Regions from separate parts of the Neogale vison genome. Here region 2 is linked to region 1. Evidence: chromatin contacts called from public Hi-C data. All regions are on one chromosome and are shown on one strand. Each heading gives the region's core, a stretch centred on a gene start, on an enhancer-like site or on the middle of the called end of the contact. The rest is flanking DNA. Distances are from core to core; before and after follow the strand shown.

The links. Hi-C and Micro-C count contacts between places; a contact is called where the count stands out from the background.
Region 2: a contact with region 1 is called in a Hi-C map of fibroblasts, with 3 times the contacts expected there. The contact joins the promoter of AIMP2 here to the promoter of FAM220A in region 1. A contact is called at or near these places in 2 of 3 Hi-C or Micro-C datasets (fibroblasts and muscle).

Annotation. Positions count from the first base shown.
Region 1 is chr14:6,434,379-6,441,292 of ASM_NN_V1, forward strand. FAM220A (protein FAM220A) reads left to right here and starts at 3,358. Exons shown (of 3, transcript XM_044233837.1): 1 at 3,358-3,715. The coding sequence starts at 3,530.
Region 2 is chr14:6,715,115-6,722,028 of ASM_NN_V1, forward strand. AIMP2 (aminoacyl tRNA synthase complex-interacting multifunctional protein 2) reads right to left here and starts at 3,524. Exons shown (of 4, transcript XM_044233834.1): 1 at 3,421-3,524. The coding sequence starts at 3,435. PMS2 (mismatch repair endonuclease PMS2) reads left to right here and starts at 3,699. Exons shown (of 15, transcript XM_044233844.1): 1 at 3,699-3,801; 2 at 5,657-5,796; 3 at 6,646-6,732. The coding sequence starts at 3,779.

The DNA.
Region 1 (6,914 bases), core at 2,108-4,607:
CGTCTGGGTGGCTCAGTGGGTTAAGCCTCTGCCTTCGGCTCAGGTCATGATCTCAGGGTCCTGGGATCGAGTCCTGCATTAGGCTCTCTGCTCAGCAGGGAGCCTGCTTCCCTTCCTCTCTCTCTGCCTGCCTCTCTGCCAACTTGTGATCTCTGTCAAATAAATGAATAAGATCTTTTTAAAAAAAGGAAATGCCTCTTTGTGGGGCGCCTAGGTGGCTCAGTCGTTAGTGACTTCAGCAGGTCATGATCTCAGGGTCTTGGATCAAGATCTGTGTCAGACGGCCTCCTCAGCGGGGAGTCTGCTTCTCCCTCTCTGCTTTTGCTCATTTTCTCTCTCTCAAATAAATAAATACAATCTTTTTTATAAAAGAGAGAGACAGCAAGAGAGGGAACCCAAGCAGGGGGAACGGGAAAGGGAGAAGCAGGCTTCCCGCCGAGCTGGGAGCCTGATGCAGGGCTCGATCCCACGACTCTGGGACCATGACCCAAGCTGAAGGCAGGCGCCTAACGACTGAGCCACCCAGGTACCCCAATAAATAAAATCTTTAAAAAAAATGCTCCATTGCCTCAATGGCATTTAGAGAAAAAGAAATGAGAAACCAGGAAGGATACACACGCACGTGCGCGCGCACACACACACACACATATCTCACATCCTTGCGGGCCATCTGGTCTTTCAACATGCTTCTAATAAACAGCATTGCCAAATCTACACCAGTGAAAATCTTTACAGCCTAAGAATAAATTCGGCTGATCTTGAAACCTGTTCACACATTGTGTCTTTGGCAAATTTTCCACTGAAGACTCCAGCCTTTAAAAATCTTTAGATTATTTTTCTAAATACTGTATGAAGAAGCGTTCATTTTGCTTTTTGGGAGGATAGCTTGAATGACGTTGCTAATTCAGGAACATGTGTTCTGTATCCTCAAAGATAGCATCCACTGAGCGTCGAGAGAAAAAAAAATAACTTACAAAAAAAGGGAAGTGAGCTTTTTACAGAGGCAATAAATGTGGCTATGTCTAATGCTGCAAAAATAAGGGAAACTAAAGATTAGTGCACATACTTTGAAAAATATTTTAATAACAACAAAATGAGCCAAAAGGTAAAAACCCTGAAATATTTAAAATGGTCTTGGCCAGAAAGACAATGGATAGTAAATACAGTATTATGAGCATTAAAAGGTTCAATTCTTCCTTTTTTTTTTTTTTTAGGACTTAAGAAAAAAATTTTTTTTAAGACTTTATTTATTTGAGGGAGGGAGAGAAAGCACAGGTAAGCAGAGTCGCAGGGAGAGGGAGAGGGAGAAGCAGGCTCTCCACTGAGCAGGGAACCCAATGCAGGGCTCGATTCCGGGACCCTGGGATCACCACCTGAGCCAAAGGCATCCGGTTAACCAACTGAGCCACCCAGGCGCCCCTTAAAAAATTTTTTTTTAAGATTTTTATTTATTTGACAGAGAGATCACAAGTAGGCAGAGAGGCAGACAGAGAGAGAGGGGAAAGCAGGCTCCCCGCTGAGCAGAGAGCCCAGTGCAGGGCTCCATCCCAGGACCCTGAGATCATGACCTGAGCCGAAGGCAGAGGCTTAACCCACTGAGCCACCCAGGTGCCCCTAAAAATTTTTTTAAAGTAATCTCCATATCCAAGGTGGGCTTGAGCTCACAACCCTGAGATCAAGAGTCCCATATTCCACCAACTGAGCCAACCAATCGCCTCCTGCCAAAAAGTACAATTCTTATGCAGTAGATATTCAAAGAAAAATGATAATGCTAAATAATAGTCATAATGACAAAACTGATAGTGTCCGCTGTGATTTATAGTCTTTGGATTATAGGTGAGTAAAGTGAAAAAATATTTTTAATGATTTTGAATGTGAATTTCTTTCCTGGTAGAGAAATTTATTTTATTTATTTATTTATTTATTTAATAAAGATTTTATTTTTTAATAAAGATATTCTCTATTCGTCAGAGAGAATGCACAAGGAGGGGGTGTAGCAGTCAAAGGGAGTAGCAGGCTCCCCACTAAGCAAGGAGCATAAGGTGGGACTCTATACCAGGACCCCAGGACCATGACCTGAGCAGAAGGCAGATGCTTAGCTGACTGAGCCGCCTAGGTGTTCTTCCCCCCCACTAAAGATTTTACTTATTAATTGACAGGATGAGAGAGATCACAAGTAGGCAGAGAGGCAGGCGGGGAGGGGGGAGGGCTGTGGGGGAGAGGGGGTGGTAAGCAGGCTCCCTGCTGAGCAGAGAGCCCGATGGGGGACTTGATCCCAGGACCCTGAGATCATGACATGAGCTGAAGGTGGAGGCTTAACCCACTGAGCCACCCAGGCGCCCCAGACTTTTTTTTCAAGTTAAAGTTCTATTTATTTTAGAAAGAGAGAAATCATGAGAGGGAGGGGAAGAGGGAGCAGTAATGAAACCCCGGCAGACTCAGCACTCTGGGCAGTGTGCAGGACTGGATCTCACAACCCAGAGACCACAACTGGATACCAGGACTGAGGGGAACCAAGAGTCAGATGCACCTTGAAGCTCCCCTTAAATGACTTCTAAAAGTTATTTAATGCAATAATGATTGTTATTGCAAACCCATTTCAGAGCAAAGAATTTTTACACTTAAATCAATTTTTCACACTGTTGCTTTCTTAAAAGGCTTGAGATTTGCTTTTAATTTCATCAGTGAAACTCTTTTTTCCTCACCTGTACCAAATTCCCAGACTTTCAGTGACGGGCAAAATTATTAAAGATTAAATTTTACCTAAGTCAACACTGAACAACAATGGCAGGGGTCCTGAAAACATCTACATGGGGAGCATGTTTTGCCCCCCCGCCCCAGGAAGCCTCTCTTTGTTTGCTTTTTATAATTCTGGTTAGATATATATAACATCAAACTTGCTATTTTAACTGTTTTATTTTGATTGATTTTTTTAGGTGCAAAAAGGTAGCTTGATTAAAGCACGGGAAAGGACCCGTGGGCAAAAAGAGCTGCCTATTTTAACAGTTTTTAAGTGTACAGTTCCCCGTTATTAAGGACATTGACATTGTACATTGTAATTCAAATTCACTGTTCACCTTCTCGTTTGTTTTAATTTTCCGCCTGACCATTAGGGGGCAGACGGAGACAACGCATCGCGGCTCTGCCGGAGCATCCCGCCCCCGCCTCGCCCACGCATGCGCGTCTCACCTGCGGAAGGTGACAGGGGGCGGGGTAGGGGGCGGGACAGAGATGCGCAGGCGCGGCGCGGGCATTGTGACGTCAGGCCCCGCGGCCAGGCTTGGACCAGGCGGCGTCTCGCGGAGGCGCTTCCCGGAGTGTGACGCGCTGACTACCCTCCCGCCGCCCGCCCGCCCCCGACCTCGCCACCGCCTCCCTCGCTCCCTCAGCGCGCCGAGCGCGGCCCAGTGGCCGGGGTGGAGGCCCGGGGGCAACGCGGCGCGGAGAGGGCGGGCGGGCTTCGGAGCTCCGGGCGGTCCGGGTCCGTGGCCGGTCGGTGCGCGGCAGCGGGCGGCGGGCGCCGGTCTATATGGCGGCGGCTCTGTCGGGCCTGGCTGTCCGCCTTTCGCGCTCGGCCGCCGCCCGCTCCTATGGGGTCTTCTGCAAGGGGCTGACCCGCACCCTGCTCATCTTTTTCGACCTGGCCTGGCGGCTGCGCATCAACTTCCCCTACCTCTACATCGTGGCTTCCATGATGCTCAACGTCCGCCTGCAGGTGAGTGAGCCGCGCCTGCCTGGCTGGCCCTTTTCCCCCGACCCTCCCCGAGTGCCGGTCCGCCCCCCGGGGCCCGGCCCAGCCCGCCCGGGACGGCGAGGATGCTGACAGGAGCTGCCAAGCTGGATGCTGAGTGTATGCCAGGCACTGTGCCTTTCTCCTGCAACCCCACGGGAGGAAAACCCGCTGAGGTTATTGTTGTTCCCCGTTCTGCAAATGAGGCTGGGGGCGGGGTGGAGCGGCTTCCCGAGGCTGAGGCTGTACAGCTGGGGCGTGGGGTCCGCGGGGATGGTGGAAACTGGCACCGGTGGAAAGGCCCTGAAGAGGAAATTTTGCCCAGAAAATTATATATGGTTGGGTTTGCGAGATGGGTTTGTGGTTGACTTTGCTAGTTGCCAAACTTTACGAAGCTCTTCAACAAATTATTTTTGATCCCTAAAATGAGTTAGTATTTTGATAGCTGTATCTGATTAATCCTGTTCGGAATGGAAGCGGGGTGAGGCTGAAGAGGAGGCAAAATGAGGTGGAAGGGGCAGAGACGCAAAAGGTTTCAGAGTCCCGAAACTATTCAGATGTGAGAAAGTGGACACACACTCAGCACCCTGGAGATCGCCTTTGTTGTAAATGACGTTCCTTCATCCCGTGGTAATTACAGATGTCTTTTTCTAGTGGGATGAAAAGTCGTCGGATTGAGAATTTTCCTTTATAAGTGTATCATAGATGGCCAGATGCCGAGCTCCTGTTGGAGTGCCTGGCGCGGGCTTGGATGGAGGAGGGACAGGTTCTTGCCCTCACGGAGCTTCCTGTCTGACAGTACTTGTGTGGCTCCCTCATGTGCAGAATGAGGAAGGCTGAGTGCTGGGACAGGGCTGTTGAGACCATGCAGGTGTTGTCCTTTTTGTCCCCTCTGGTTTGATTGTATCAGCATGGAATTGTCTCTGTACCTGGACCCTTGGGTTTTGGTGCTAATCACTCGTGATGGCTACTTAAAACCAGTTGTTTTTTTTTTTTTTTTTAAGATTTTATTTATTTATTTGACAGAGATCACAAGTAGGCAGAGAAGCAGGCAGAGGGAGAGGAGGAAGCAGGCTCCCTGCTGAGCAGAGAGCCCGATGTGGGGCTCGATTCCAGGACCCTGAGACCATGACCTGAGCCACCCAGGCGCCCCTTAAAATCAGTTCTTGATCAAAATTGTGTTAAGGTGAGATGAGATGAACCTGCCTTTCTGTTCTAAGATCCAAATTGGGATACTTTTATTTGAACAAGGGGTTCTGGCACCCCTAAGTGGAAGTACCAGAATGGAAGAGTGGAAAAGTGAAATCTTTTTCTAGCAGGTAGTAGGAACGAGTTAAAGGTGCTGGGTGTGGCGATTGGGGGAAACCAGAAAGCCTGTGCTCTAGCCAGTTGCCACTAGCCAACAGTTGTTCGCTAGATCTAGTGTTTTTCAAGAGGAATTGGAAATACTAATTTTTAGATACCATATTAACTCAAGTTTTAAGAAAGTAAACTTTGTGGGGGCGCCTGGGTGGCTCAGTGGGTTAAGCCGCTGCCTTCGGCTTAGGTCATGATCTCAGGGTCCTGGGATCGAGTCCCGCATCGGGCTCTCTGCTCAGCAGGGAGCCTGCTTCCCTCTCTCTCTCTGCCTGCCTCTCCGACTACTTGTGATTTCTCTCTGTCAAATAAATAAATAAAATCTTAAAAAAAAAAAAAAAAAAGAAAGTAAACTTTGTGGCCAAAACACGTCTGCATTTGCCCCCCCCCCCAAGCTCCTAGTTTGGAACTTTTTGTCTAGAATTGCATTAATGCTTTGCAGTCACATGCAGAATTACAAGAACTACTGTAAGAGAAAAGCTAGTACATAATGGTAAAAATTACCATGTTTTGAAAAAAAAATTACCATGTTTTGTACATTAAAAAAAAAAATCACCTTTGTCATACATTCCTTTACTTGTATATGACTACCCTCTAATCCAGACCACCATAATCACTCACGTGGACCATCTATTTCCCACCGGGCAGTAGAGAAGTCTTTTTTTTTTTTTTTTAAACATAGGTGTCCTTTCCCACAAAACAACAGAACAAAACTGCTTCTCGTTGCCCACAGGAGGCACTTCACACATATTTTTATCCTGCAGATCTGGCTTTTGCCCACCTCTCTAACTTCTTACTTGGGTTGCTTCTTGTTTACTGTTCTTTCCCACAGTTTCCTTACTACTCTCTGCCTATCTGCCCCTGGGCATTTGGACAAGCTGTTCTTCCTTTGGTTCAGTCATTTGGTACAGTTTCACACTTCATTTCTGATTTCAGGATGTGCATGATCACCAAATCCATGTGATCTTGCACTTTTGCTCTCTTCATTGCAAGAGTACTGAAGGCTTGCTTGTTCCATAAGCAATAAGGAATAAAGGACTCCATTTCTAATGTGATGCTTAGGGTTTCCAAATCTCACAGTTGTTTGTAGTTGTTTGAAAACCTCAGGAACAGTTATTCAAGTACAAATTTCATAATAAGGAATTTGCACCGTAATGATTGAGAGTAGATGTATTTAGGAGGAGGGAAATTAACTTTACTTGGAGTGGTTTGAGCTGTCAGAAGGACTCAGTGCTCACCAATCCCAAAAGCCCGTAATGGGTGACTTGGTGTACTTGACAGTACGTGACCTGGATTAGCCGTCCAGGTGCAGCACAGCCCAGGAGTTGAGCTATAGGGGTAGCGTGTGGGCTGTTAGGTGAGGGGTGTGGTGGGGGCAGGGGAGCACAGAGTGGTCACCAGGGTCGTTGGCGGCTGTCTAAGAACTCAGGTGCCACGGCAGTCACTTCACGTGCTGAGGCGGGGAGAGGGTGGGAGCGGGGTGTATCTCTTCTTTACTCTGATAGTTAATCTGCTACTTAAAATGCCCTTGCAGGTTTAGAGTTGCTGTTCATTTGTGGAAAATCACTAATTAAATTAATCTGATTTAAGGGTTTAATTACTCTGGCCTCTTGTAAAGGGAAGTGCCATGGGAAATAGCATCCAAGTAAGAGGACAGCTGAGGTGGCTGCCTTTTTACTCACCACACTGTGTCCCCAGCCTCTGCATGGTAGGTGCTGGACTAAAGGATGCTATGTCCCGTGTGTTTACTTAGGACGTCTGCATCGTTTGCAGACCTTCTCAGGAGATTGATACCTCTTTAACATGCAAGGTGATTAAATGAGAAAAC
Region 2 (6,914 bases), core at 2,274-4,773, 280 kb after region 1:
GATCCCAAATGCTTTAAAACATTAAAACACGTGACTCAAAGCCATTTTGAAGTTGTAGGACTCGTACTTCAGGTAATTTAAGAACAGAGCATGGAAAATGAACCCAAATCATTGTTCTTTATTCTTAATGTCAAATCAGTTCAAAATACTTTGCTTATTTAACAAATAGAAAAGCACTGAGGGGACAATGAGAATGTAACTTAGCAATTTATACCAATTGAAGGGAAAAGGGACCATGAGGAGACTGAACAAAATGTGTCATTTGACTTGGGAATGTAAGTCCATGGGGTCAGATGATCAATTTCTCCACATCATTTTCCACACAGTACTGGCACTCTTCTACCTTAGAATCATCCAGAACTTTTTCACTGCTGAAATGTAGAACTTCTGAAGTATGGAATGCTTACGTCCTTTGTTCAGTCAATCTTTGCATCTTTCTTGCCTGGTATAGTGACTGCTACAAAGTAACCAATAACATTTGCTGAGGAAAAAAAATCTCAGATCTCTACAGACTTACATTATTATTATTTTTTATTATTTCTTAAAGATTTTATTTATTTGACAGAGAGAGAGATCACAGGTAGAGAGGCAGGCAGAGAGAGGGGGAAGCAGGCTCCCTGCTGAGCAGGGAGCCCAATGCGGGGCTCAATCTCAGGACCCTGAGATCATGACCTGAGCTGAAGGCAGAGGCTTAATCCAGGAGCCCCTGGAATCCAATGGCTTCTAAGCTTGCCTCAGCTGCCACTGCCCAAGTTCAAGACACCACTTTCACTTGGCCTGCTTCCACTGGTCACCTCTCCAATCCACTCCTAAGATGGCAGCCAGAGAGATGAAAACAAATGTGGATCACATAACTGCTCTTCCTCGTTAACCTCATAGGCTCCTTGCCTGAAAAGCAAAGCCCTTAACTAGGGTTGAGAAATACCTGTGTGACCTGTCCTCTGGCCATCTGCTCTCCAAAACGCTCCCCCTGTGCTCTCCACTCGCTGTGCTGTCCTTTGGGTCCCTAAAACGCACCATGTCCCCATCTGCCACAGGGCTTTTATTCTGTTTTCTTTACCTGGGACACTCCTCCCTCTTCTCCTAATCTGCACTTTCTCACCTCCCCTAGCCTGCCGCTCTTGTTTAAGACCAACAGCAAAGAAATGTAAGATGCTGACCTGTAGGGAAAGCAAAGAAGCATCAAGAGTTACTTCAGCGTGCCAAGGAATTAATTAGGTGCTGACTGGAAATAAGTCTGGGTGCAGGGTGTGACAGGCAGGGCTGCTCATGTGTAGTATCTGTCTGTTCCTCGGTGACAGTCCTCGAGGAGCATTCCAGTCCCTTTTAGCTGGTCTGATTTGTGCACTATGTGCACAAGCTTGCTCAATTCTACAAACGGGAGTAGGATCCCTGATGAACCCGGGCAAGGAAGTACCTACTGGATTCCCCACCCCAGTCAGCACAGTAAATGATGCGTGAAACAAATCCTGCGTTTGTAACGTGGCCTGGGACTGGGAGCCCCGGACAGCTTGGTTTTACCCGTCCTGATGTAAAGAATGAGGAAATGCTCGACATCTGCTTTACCTGTACCCCTTCCCTTGTTTCCCTGCTCAGATTAGATCATGACTGGGCATACTGTGTTTATCCATTTCTTTTATATGCATTTCAGAAACAGTTTATCCTTCGTGTTGCTCCTATCTGCCTGTGATATGCTTGATTTCTAATTATTTGTCTATATTGTTATCTGCTAAACAAGTGGGCCTGGGTGTCTAAGTTAGAAGCTCACAGTTGAAAGGCCAAGGAGGGGCACCTGGGTGGCTCAGTGGGTTAAGCCTCTGCCTTCGGCTCGGGTCATGATCCCAGGGTCCTGGAATCGAGCCCCGCATCAGGCTCTCTGCTCAGCAGGGAGCCTGCTTCCCCCTCTCTCTCTGCCTGCCTCTCTGCCTACTTGTGACCTCTGTCAAATAAATAAATAAAAATCTTAAAAAAAAAGAAAACAGTTCTTTAAAAAAAAAAAAAGGCTAAGGAAATTAAGCAGCACATTCAAAAAAAAAAAAAAAAAAACCAAAAAAACAAAACCCAATGGACTCGGTATCAAAACACTCTGGGTCTGGGTTTTGTTTTCAGTTCCCTGAGGCGGTGCACTTGAATGGCTGTGGATGGTGGTGCTATTTCTGTCTTAGCTCCCTCATGAGACAACAACTGTGTCACTGTTTGCCAAGTAACCCAACCACCAGCCTTCCAATCTACGCAGAAGATGCAAGACAAAGTGAAGGAGGGGGCCCCTGGGTGGTTCAGTTAGTACCTCAGCTCAGGTGGTGATCTAGAGTTGTGAGTTGTAGCCCTGGGTCTGCAGCCAACTTAATCGAAGGATAACACCCCAAGAGAAAATGGACTACAAAAATCACCTGTTCCCGCCTCTTCAGCCGGAACGGACCTAAGCTTGTAAACCCAAGACGTGCAATTTGCAGCCAATGAAAACCAGAAAGGCTTGGGCAGACACTTTACAAAAGAGACCACCAAAATGACCAGCCAATGCGACAAAGCGCTCTCCAGTGATTGAGAAGTCTGGAAAACCTGAACTAAAAACTACATGGGGCTCCCACGGTGCACCTACCAGCGTTAGGGAGGGTGCAAGCACCAGGAATTCCGCGCCCACGGCCGAGGAGCACACAGACCTGCACACCCGCCGCTCGGGGAGGCGTTTTACCCGGTCCAGGTGAACACAGCCCCGCACCCCCCTACCCCGGCAGCCGGCAATCCTACCCCTAGTCCCCGCTCCCGTGCACGCCCCCGGTCTACAGCACAGCTCGCCGCTCACGGAGGCTGACCCGCCCCCAGCGGCCCCGGGAGCCAGCTCGGCGGAATGCAGCCCAAAAGGGCGGGGCGCAGACTCAGGACACACGGACCACCGAGGCCGGGCACTCGGGGCGCTGACAACGTCCTGTTAACTTGGGTGACTATGGGGTTCGCTTTAGAATTCCTCAAAATAACGTGATCCTCACTCTTCTGTGGTTACAATTTGGCAACAGAAAAGCTTTAGTAGCCATAAGCGGAAACAGAAACAGATACAAGAGAACTAACTCTTTAATAAACAGAACGCGCACACGGAGCTGACGCAAGCGTCGGGTCGGGGTATTGCCGCCAGGTCGGATCCCAGGTCCCCCACGTCCTCAACCCCACTTGCCCGGCCATGACGCCTGCGCACTGGGTGGGAGATGGGCGGATGAGACCAGGCGCCTGCGCACTGGACCAGCTGGTGGGGGGGGAAGTACGTTCAGACCGGGTGGAGGGCGGGGCTGGGCCGCGCTGTCCTACCTGCACGTGGCCTGCGTCCGGCGCCGGGCTGCCTGTCCTGCCGTGCACGTTGGGGAGCCGGTACATGCAGGTGGGAAGCTCTACACGGAGGGACGCGCTGCCACCGTGATAAGGCTTTACCTGGTACATCGGCATCCTGGGAGCCGAAGAACGGAAGGGCGCGGGTGAGGGACACGAACGCTCAGAAACCGTCGGACACCACGAGAGTCCGCAGCCACCGCCTTTCCGATCCCGCTGCGGCCTTTCGGGAAAGCGCAGTCCGTGCGGTCTAATTGGCCCGCGCCCTCTGGACGTCACAGCCTCGACTTTTTACACAACCAATCGGCAAGAAGGGGGTGTGGGAAGCGACGGAGGTCCCATCCGGAAGGGGCGGGGCACGGTGTCCGAAGCAGCCAATGGGCGGCAGGGAGGCGGAGCCTCCGTGGGAGCTGCAGCGGGAACTGTCTCGAGTCGGGTAGGCGGGTCGGGTTCTGGATCCATGGAGCTAGCGGAAGGGCCGAGGTGAGCGATGCGTGCGGTGTCCCCTCGCGGTCGCCATCCCCGATGCCCACGTCTTTCCAGAGCCCTGGAAGGGAGGGAAGGAGACCGCGGCGCTGGGGAGCCCGCGGAGGCCCCGGAGCGGGCTCCTCGGCGCTCCCCGGACCCGCTGCCCTTTGGAGGGCGCTTTGCGGTCGGGGTCGGCGGGGGGATCCGGCAGGCTCTGCCTAGACTCCTGGACGTGCCCGGCGACTGGCAGCGGGAGCACGACATCCCAGGAAACTGAACTCACTTCTTTTCTACCTGGTTTCTCTCTCTCTTTCTCTTTTTTTGTTTTAAATTGAGATTATTTGGGGAGGCTTCAAAGCCTGCTAATTTGCATAGCCGCACAGGTTTCAAAAATGCAGAAGTTTGGCATCTCCTTGAGCATATCATTGCTGTTTACTAACCCCGTTCGGAGGGGCGAGTGTCCCGGCTAGTCTTGCAAATTCGCTGTCCGTGTTTAAATATTTCATCCCCCGTCCTCCAAATAAATATCGGAAGTGGACTTGTGACCTATGGTGTGTTGCCGACTAAGTAAGTGTCAGAGACACTTCTTTCCATTTTGTGTTGCCATCTGCAGTTTCCACATTTAAGAGAAACCTGAGAGAAGTTTTTTGCAAGGTAGAACGAGGAGTAAAGATATTTGTTGCTTGTTTTACAAGGTTTATTGAGGGTCTGCTGTGTGTTAGCAGTTGTGGGCGACTACCCAAAGATTTCTCTCGCAGGGAGGCTCCTGGGTTCTCTTAAAGCCACATTATCAATTAAGCCTCTTACAAAAAAATTGCTAAACTAATGAACATAAGGAATATGTTCTTGGGATGAGCAGGAGTTTGCAAGGCAGAGGAGGAAGAGGGGAACGGTCTAGACAGACCTGTATGGACAAGGTGCAGTGTCTAAAAGAGCTTGTGATATTAACAGTTTGTTATAACTAGAATATAGGGGAGTTGGTGAACGGAGGATTGGAGGGAACGAGAGAAAAGTAGATTTGGGTCCAGTTTTGCATAGGACTGGATTTTCATATAACAGATAATGGGATGCTAGTAGATTCCCCCGCCCAAAGTTTACTTAATTAACTAATTTATTTTTCAAGTAATCTCTGCACCCAGTATGGGGCTCAAACCCAGGACCCCGAGATCAAGAGTCACATGTTCCTCCAAATAATCCAGCCGGGCACCCCTATACTTGTAGATTTTTTAGGCAGAGAAGTTACTTGTCCAGATCTGTGATTTCTTAAGTAACTGGTAGCATGGAGGGTGGGTAGGAATAGGGAGAGAGTAGAAACAGATTGGTTGTGAAACTCTTAAGGTAGGTAGGCCAAGAACTTTGGGGGTTTTTGCTAAAGCAGCAGCTGTCAGGCTAGACTTGGAGGGGAGAGTCAAAGGCTCCTATGAAAATAGATATACAACAGGTACCCAGTTTCTAAGATGGTTTTGGTTTTCACATAAACACTGTGTATTTCCCAATATGCTGTTGGGTTTTCCACTGGTGGGAGAAGTGTTGCTTTCACTTTTCAGAAGAAGAGCCCATTGTCGCCGAAGATTATTGACCCATTGGTGGAGGGATACATGTGTTTCCTCCATGTAGATCCCAGCATAACTAAATTTCTAAATATCTATTGCATTGGAAGTATCTATTCAGAAGGTTTTTTTGATGAAAGTGTAAGAATTATAGGATAACATGTATATTTGTGAATGTAATCAATGGATATGTTAATATAATAAATGCATGTGTTAGATGCATTGGCTATTAGTAGAGGTGAATCATTTCCTGGATTTAAAACCAAGATGAAAATACATAAATGCTTCCTCACTTTGGTTTTCATAATGCATGTTTTTAGCACAGAACTTGCTAAGGCCATCAAACCTATCGATCGGAAGTCAGTCCATCAGATTTGTTCTGGACAAGTAGTACTCAGTTTAAGTACTGCTGTGAAGGAGTTGGTTGAAAATAGCGTGGATGCTGGAGCCACTACTATTGGTAAGTTCGGGAGAGTCTTAAGCCACAGGGAACCATCAGTTTTTACTCTTTTATTCAAGAAACACTTGTGATTGTAATGAGACCATCAAATGTTGGTAGACTGAGAAATTTTATTTTATTTTATTTTTTAAAAGATTTTATTTATGTATTTGACAGACAGAGATCACAAGTAGGTAGAGAGGCAGGCAGAGAGAGAGGAGGAAGCAGGCTCCCCGAGGAGCAGAGAGCCCCATGTGGGACTCAATCCCAGGAGCCTGGGATCATGACCTGAGCTGACGGCAGAGGCTTTAACCCACTGAGCCACTCAGGTGCCCCAGAAATTTTATTTCTTAAACTTTAATTGAGCATCTCTTAGGTGCCTCATACTTAGGTAGATAGTAGTAATCATAAAAGCAGTTATCTTTTATTGTCTTCTTACTAATGTGCCACACGGCTTTTTTTAAGATGCAGAACAACCTTATGAGATAAGAGTTACTATTGTTGTAATTTTACCTGTTTTACAAATAAGAAAATGAAGGCACAGAAATTTACTGCTTTTGAGGTTCCACAGCTGGGATCATATGATTCTGGGAAGTCAGATTCCAGTGCCTCTTCTTTTTAATGACTATGTTAAAATTATCCTTTTGAAAGAAAGGTAGGAAGGAAAGGAAGAAAATGAAACTCTTTTATCTGGGTTGATAATTTGCCAAGAGGGCCTTTAAAAAAAAATGAAATACACCAAATGACAGTAGTACATTTAAATGAGTATAGTTATGACTCACCTTTGCATTAGGTAAGTTATAAATCACGTCACTATAAAGACTTTTGATGGATGAGTTCTTTGAGAAATGAGTATGTTAAACTTTTCAGATCTTAGGCTTAAAGACTATGGGGTGGCGCTCATTGAAGTTTCAGACAATGGATGTGGGGTAGAAGAAGACAACTTTGAAGGCTTAAGTAAGTGGAATTTTTCTCATCCTGTTTTAAAATATTTGGGCAAAATGGTTCAACAACTTTGAGTCACACTGTCTTCAGAAACACAAAAATGACTTTTTAGAAACCAGTTACTTTAGCAGGTATTGTGAATAGTCAGTGGTATATCACTTGAGACGTCTTGGGTCTTACTGTGTACCTCTCTT